Linked DNA regions of Sus scrofa: region 2 is linked to region 1. The links are chromatin contacts, called in public HiChIP or PLAC-seq maps. All regions are on one chromosome and are shown on one strand. The core of a region is the stretch at or near the end of the contact, and the rest is flanking DNA. Distances in the headings are between cores, read along the strand shown. Region 1 overlaps TMEM233 (transmembrane protein 233). Region 2 overlaps SRRM4 (serine/arginine repetitive matrix protein 4).

The links. HiChIP or PLAC-seq counts read pairs in DNA pulled down with a chosen protein or histone mark.
Region 2: a contact with region 1 is called in an H3K27ac HiChIP or PLAC-seq map of skeletal muscle, with 2.9 times the contacts expected there. The contact joins two enhancer-like sites. A contact is called at or near these places in 1 of 47 Hi-C or Micro-C datasets (skeletal muscle) and 1 of 2 datasets of contacts at active chromatin or transcription factors (skeletal muscle).

Annotation. Positions count from the first base shown.
Region 1 is chr14:33,230,258-33,233,616 of Sscrofa11.1, reverse strand. TMEM233 (transmembrane protein 233) reads left to right here. Exons shown (of 4, transcript XM_021073561.1): 4 at 2,411-2,861. The coding sequence ends at 2,543. Among named protein-coding and RNA genes, the nearest start is that of PRKAB1, 14 kb to the right of the region's middle. Within about 2 kb of position 1,361, at least 3 of the 83 cell types and tissues checked have an H3K27ac peak or open chromatin away from gene starts, as enhancers often do. A contact at or near this core is called in skeletal muscle, where this site is marked.
Region 2 is chr14:33,657,047-33,660,284 of Sscrofa11.1, reverse strand. SRRM4 (serine/arginine repetitive matrix protein 4) reads left to right here. Exons shown (of 14, transcript XR_002338378.1): 13 at 705-2,422. Among named protein-coding and RNA genes, the nearest start is that of HSPB8, 19 kb to the right of the region's middle. Within about 2 kb of position 1,949, at least 13 of the 83 cell types and tissues checked have an H3K27ac peak or open chromatin away from gene starts, as enhancers often do. A contact at or near this core is called in skeletal muscle, where this site is marked.

The DNA of each region.
Region 1 (3,359 bases), core at 112-2,611:
GTCTGGGAGTGTGTAGTATCCTCTTTGGCCAGAACTGGGTCACAATTCAGCCAGTGAAACTGAGGATGAAGTCAACTCCACCCGAACTTTATGGATTGAGGGTGTGGGAAGGGAGGTTTCCCAAAGGAAAACTAAAGTGCTTTTACCAGAAGAAGAGACAGATGCTGAGCAGAAGAAAAAAAAAAAAAAAAACCATGGTCTACTTTAAGGCGGCTGCTTCTTACTATGCCTGTCACGAGCAGGGTAAAAAGTCATCTAATAGCTTTTCAAACAATTTCCTCATTCTGTTGTCACTCTCTTCCATTTCCTCACCCATTCATTATTGACAGAGCACCTGTTCAGCCACAGAAAGTGAGCTAGGCTTTGGAGATTCCGGTGGGATAAAGAGAGACCCTTGGAAAGAGGCTGGTGGGGAGCCGGCATACATGGAGAACATTAAAAGGAAATGTGAGAGGACAGAGACAGGCGGGAATAGTGTTATGCAGCTACCTTGCAAGAGGGTGCACTGACTGTACCCAAGGGACAGTGCCTCAGAGAGGGAGTGCCCCTGTCCCCTGCTCTGAGCATGGCTAAGGCTGATAGGACTACAGCCCTTGAAGTGGCCCTGTCTTTGCCCACACGTTATGGGCAGAAGCAGATGCAGACATAAAATCGCTGGCCTCAGCTCCTGGATCAGCAGATTTTCTCTGGCCTGCACCAGGACAGCTGCATTCAGCAAAACAGCATTATGCATGTATCTTGATACGTAACCCTAGATCCAGGCTTCTAATTATAAGACCGACGTCTTGGGCTACTGATTCTAAGACAGTGTCTACATTCATGGATTACTACAAATCCTTAAAAAAAAAAAAATGAAAAAACAAAACAAAACAAAAAACACTCATGGAAGTTGCATATTTGAGCCTGGGAGTTAACCCTATAAACATAGGTCCCTGAACCAAAACACGTTGAATTCTGATTTGACAAATACAAAGACGTCTGATATGCACGCATCCCCCATCATCCCTACAGAAGCCAAGAAAGAAGGCATTATCTTTCCAATGAAGATTGATTCATTGGTTCCAACAGAGATTTATGTAGCAGAGGTCAGGGGAGAGGAGTACCAAGTGGCCTTTGTGTGTTTCTCTGTGTCGGGCGTCTGAGTTTCATCTTATGTACCTGTTCCAAATCTCAGGTGAGCAGCCAGGTCAAACCTGTGATGGTCCAGTCAAAACTTCCATCCCTCTTCTGATCCGAGTACACACTTGCCCTGTTCACCCTCATAGACTAGTTCACTGAGGTGCCCTGCCATTTAGTTTGCTCAAGCTGTCTGCCCCTGGCATTGCCATCCAGTGTCTGGGTGACATGGAATCCCATGTATGGGAACGGCTTGTGCTTTGGAATGAGTATATTGACAGGAACTCTGAAAGGCCAAACCCTGCCCCTGTAGAGGTGACAAATGGCCTGATGACACAAGAAAGATGACCTAAATCCAGATCCCCACAGATGTAGTAAAGTAAGGTAAGTAAGTATTTCTTGAGGCGTTCCCATTGAGGCTCAGAGGAAATGAACCCAACTAGTATCTATGAGGATGTGGGTTCAATCCCTGGCCTCACTTACCCTGGGTTAAGGATCTGGCATTGCCATGGTTGCGGTGTAGGCCAGCAGCTGTAGCTCTGATTACACCCCTAGTCTGGGAACTTTCATATGATGCACCTGTGGCCCTAAAAAAGAAAGAAAAATTCTTGAGCCTTTACCAAAGCTCATCTAAACAATTACCGTTGTCTTGTTACAGGTAACCCAGTGTATTCATTTCTGATCAGTACTGTAACAAATACTACGAACTTGAAAACCATCCACCTTTTGACTGCTTTGGAGGTCAAAAGTCTGAAACATGCAAACTATTCTATTTAGAATGGATAAGCAATGAGGCCCTGCTGTATAGCCAGAGGACTATATCCAATCACTTGTGATAGACCATGATGGAAGATAATACAAGAAAACACACACACACACATACACACACACACATACACATATATAATATGTATGACTGGGTCACTTTGCTGTACAGCAGAAATTGACAGAACATTGTAAATCAACTAATTTTTCTTTTTTTGTCTTTTTGTCTTTTTTTCTAGGGCTGCACCTGCGGCATATGGAGATTCCCAGGCTAGAGGGTCTAATCAGAGCTGTAGCTGCTGGCCTATGCCACAGCCACAGCAACGCCAGATCCTTAACCCACTGAGCAAGGCCAGGGATTGAACCCATAACCTCATGGTTCCTAGTTGGATTCGTTAACCACTGAGCCACGACGGGAACTCCAACTACTTTAATTTAAAAAAAAAATTTTTTTTAAGGGACAAAAGTCTGAAACTGGTCTCACTGGGTCAAAATCAAGATGCTGGTGGGATTGCCTTCCTTTCTGCAGGCTCTCGGGGAGAATCTATCTGCTTACCTTTTCCAGCCTCTGGAGGCTGTCCACCTTCCTTGCGTCCTGGCCTCCTCCCATCTTCAAAATCAGCAGTGGCCACTGGACTCGTTCTCACATGGCATCTCTCTGACTCCTTTGCCCTCCTCTTCCTCGTTTAAGGACCTGGCGATAACACTGGGTCCACCCAGGTAATCCAGGATAGTTTCCTTAATTCCATCAGCTACTTTAATTCTCTCTTACTAGGCAACCTAATATATTGACAGCTTAAAGGGATATATTTGGGGTTTCAGTGTTCTCTCTACCGAACCCCTGCTTTCACATTCATCCTCCTTCAGCATCAGCACCCAACTTCTGATCAGAGTGATCTCAAAACCTAAATTAGGAGTTCCTATTGTGGCTCAGTAGAAACGAACCTGACTAACATCCATGAGGACACAGGTTTGATCCCTGGCCTCAATCAGTGGGTTAAGGATTTGGCATTGCTGTGGCTGTCATGTAGGCTGGCAGCTGCAGCTCTGATTCAACTCCTAGCTCGGGAACCTCCATATGTCGGGTGCAGGCCTAAAAACAAACAAACCCTAAACCCATGTGTGCTGTAACCCAGCCCACCCATGGAATGGCCCCCCCTCTGCAATTAAAACCCACACTTTTAAGCACAGACCACAAAATCAGACCTCTGGCTGCCCCTCAGATCTCACTTCTGACCACTCCTTTTCCTTCCCTCTGCTGTAGTCTCACACTGGCCTGCTGGCTCTTCCCCGACACTGGCCAAGATCATTCCTGCCTCAGGGTCTTTGTACATACTGTTTCCTCTGCCTATCACACGGTTTCCTGGGTTTTTACATAATTGGCTCTTCCTCTTCCTCCAGGTCTCAGCTTTTCAGAAAGAGATAAGCTAAGCCCCTAGGAAGGCAGCCATCCACCCCTTGTAGTTACATCACTCTGC
Region 2 (3,238 bases), core at 700-3,199, 430 kb before region 1:
AATAATGGCATCACCATTTCAGACGTTTCATAGAACACCCTGCCTTGGCCTGGCCCACAGGAACGGAGTCCTGCACCCACTGCATTGACTTTCCCGGGTGTCCTTGGGGTGGACTTGCAGGAAGGCTGAGGTAAAGAGAGTGGCATTTCCAAAACCCTCTCTGGTTTCGTTACTCACCCCCAAATAGTCCTTCTTGATGAACCCATTCAGTGTTTCCCAAACTTTAGTCACCCACCATTTTTGTGTCTGCTTATGAAGTGCACTACTTACTTAATTTTCTTTAAATAGACATGCCCTTTTTAAAGAGGTCTATACATTTATTTCAAAAGGAAACTTGATACACTACGGTAAATGGAAAATCAGCCTCTTTTTTTTTTTTTTTTGCCATAAATAGAAGGTTCTAGTAAAAATAAAAATAGTGAAGCAAAACTATGACTAGAGTTTAGATGTACATTCCTTTGCCAGCTGGAGGTTCTCTGAGCCCAGCCTGGCTGTGTTAAGAATGTGAGATTACCACTTTTCAAAACATATCAGCACAAGACTGAGACCATCTCCTTAATCTTCTCAGGTCTGCAAGAGAAGAGTAATGGGATTTTTTTTTTTCCCTAAGGAGCTGGGACATGTCTTTTGGGACAATGCCGACGCTCCCTGGCTTGAGGCTGGGAGAGTCTTGCCCTCATGCCTTCTCCCTCTGGTCTCTGCAGTGCCCGGAAACGCCCCATCCCCTACTACCGGCCCAGCCCCTCTTCCTCCAGCGGCCTCAGCAGCACCTCCTCCTGGTACAGTAGCAGCAGCAGCCGTTCAGTCAGCAGGAGCTACTCCCGGAGCCGAAGCCGGAGCCGCAGCCGAAGCCGGAGCCACAGCCGAAGCCGGAGCCGGAGCAGGACCCGCACTAGCAGCAGCTGCAGCTCCCGCAGCCCCAGCCTGGGCTCCCGGAGCCGAAGCCGGAGCCGGAGTCGGAGTGGGAGCTACAGCTCAGCAGACAGCTACTCCAGCACCAGGCGCTAAGCAAGGGCCCTCCCTTGAGCCAACTGCCTGCAGGGGGTGCCCCTTTCACTCTGCCAGCCTCCCCAACTCCCTGCCTGCCCTGCCTTCTCCTTGGTGATAGACATTGAGGGCTCCTGGGCCCTGTCCTTCCTGCTCTCCTGGGGAGGAGGAATCGAGGGTATGGGGGCTTCAACCTGTATGTCGGGCTGCTAGGAGCCTCCACCACACCACCCCATGGGCTCCACTCAGGCCTGAGCAAATGGTGAGAACCACCTTCTGTGGGCACAGAAAAACCTCAAAGGTTTGCAAGAAGCCGTGGGTCCATGACTCAAAAGTTTGGTTCTGGCCGGGAAAGCATACAGAGAGTTCTGCTCCCCACTGCTCGCAGGATGCATCCTGAGGGCCAGCTGTAATTCATCACACCTGCCCTCCTTCTCCCCACATTCAATCTCATGGCTGCACGGGTATGGACCCCGCTGGGCATGGGGGGTGGGTATTAGGAGAGACCCAGGGCCGTTCAGGCCAGAGCAAAAGCTAGAAGGCTCTTGGGTCCTGGAAGGGGATGGTCTGAGTAGGGGCCACGAACATTTCTTTCACTTGGTAGTAGGTGTTAGAGATAGGACACGGGCTCTCTGGTCATGAGGGTAGAAGCCAAAAGGGGGTGGGGGTGGGGTCAGTCTGCTGCTCCCAGTATCGCAGCCTGGTCTGGAAGAGGAGCCCAGTGGTTTCTGTCCATGGAGAGGCCACCCCGTGATTTACACAAAATGCCTCTTGGCTGTTCACAGGGACCCCGTGACCTCTGAGAAAGGACGTAGTGGCCCGTCAGGACAGCTTGGTCTGCAGCCCCCACTTCCCAAATTTGCCTGGGCCCCACAAGCTGGCAACAGCCTAATTCCACGGGACCATCTGCTGAACATTCCCCAGCGCCATGGCCGGCTGCCAGTTGCCAGCGCCAGCCAGTCTGGCCTTACCCTTTGGTTGGCGCCTGCCCGCCCCCTCCCCACTGCCCAGACTGCCACACCCTGGATCCTACCCAGTGCAGCCAAGCACCCACCCACCCTCAGCCTAAGTCACCCCCTTTGCCTCTCAGGAATTTTGCCAGGATGGGGCACAGTGGCTCAGGTTGCGGGGAAAAGGTCCAAATCTCGGGAGTCTGGGGTGGGGGCGGGAAAGGGCTTGGATGCTCCGTGGCTCCCGCTGGTTTCTGGAGTTTCTCAGGGGCTTGGGAAAGCCCCACCTTCATTTCTGTCCTCCCCCCCAACCTTCTCCCGGCCCCGGGCTGGGCAGCAAGGGTAAGTCAATCTCCAGCAGGCAAATACCACCAGCTGCTTCAGCCACGGAAGGCACTGAGAACAGGAGCCCGAGGGAGAAGGTCCTTAAAATAACCTCTTGGGCATCCCCCTCACCAGCTGACTGGCTTTCCGGAGCCTTGCGGGTGAGTTTCAAGTTTGTGGTGGCAACAGACAGCCGCTGGCCAGGGCTTGGAGGGAGAGGGCAGGAAGGGACAGTTCCCAGCTTTGGAGGGCGGGGCTTTGGGAAGCAGAGAACCAAATAGTCTTCATCCCTTAACACCCAGTGTGTGTGTGTGGGGGGGAACATTTAAAAAAACTCCTTTTTCTTGGAAGCAGTGCCATTCCCCCCCACCCACCCGTCTTCCCCATCACATCAACCCACAGGGCCAGAAACTGCCCTGCAACCACTGGGAAAGTCCTTCTTCCCCAGGCAGAGTGGAGCCAGGCACCGAGGCACAGAGGAGGACCTGGCCTTTCCATGATGCCCTCTGGCCCAGACCTGGGCTCCACCCGCCAAGACTCATGGATGCCAGTGCTGTCGCCACAGAAGGCCTGGTGGCAGGTGCCTGGGACAGGGGCAGGTGCCCTGGTAGGGCATGTACAGCAACTGTAAATAACCCTCTTCCCCGCCCAGGAGCCCAGCCTGGACTCCAGTCTCCCTTTGTGGGGACAAAGGCTTTCCGGAGCCACGGAACCTCCTTAGCAGGACAGCAGTGACAGATCCAAGAGCCCCCCCCTCCCATCCAGACTGCCTTCATCCAAGCAACTCTGAGGGACCCTTTGCCTGGGGCTCCTATCGAACCTCTTATTTATTTTATTTATTTATGTTTATTTATTTATTTATGTAATGCACGCTCTCTTTCTCAGTTGCCATCAGCAGTATTCAAGTATTTATTTATATGAAGAGGGTGTGTGTGTGTGTGTGTGTGTGTGAGTGTGGGTGGGTATGTGTGGGTGGG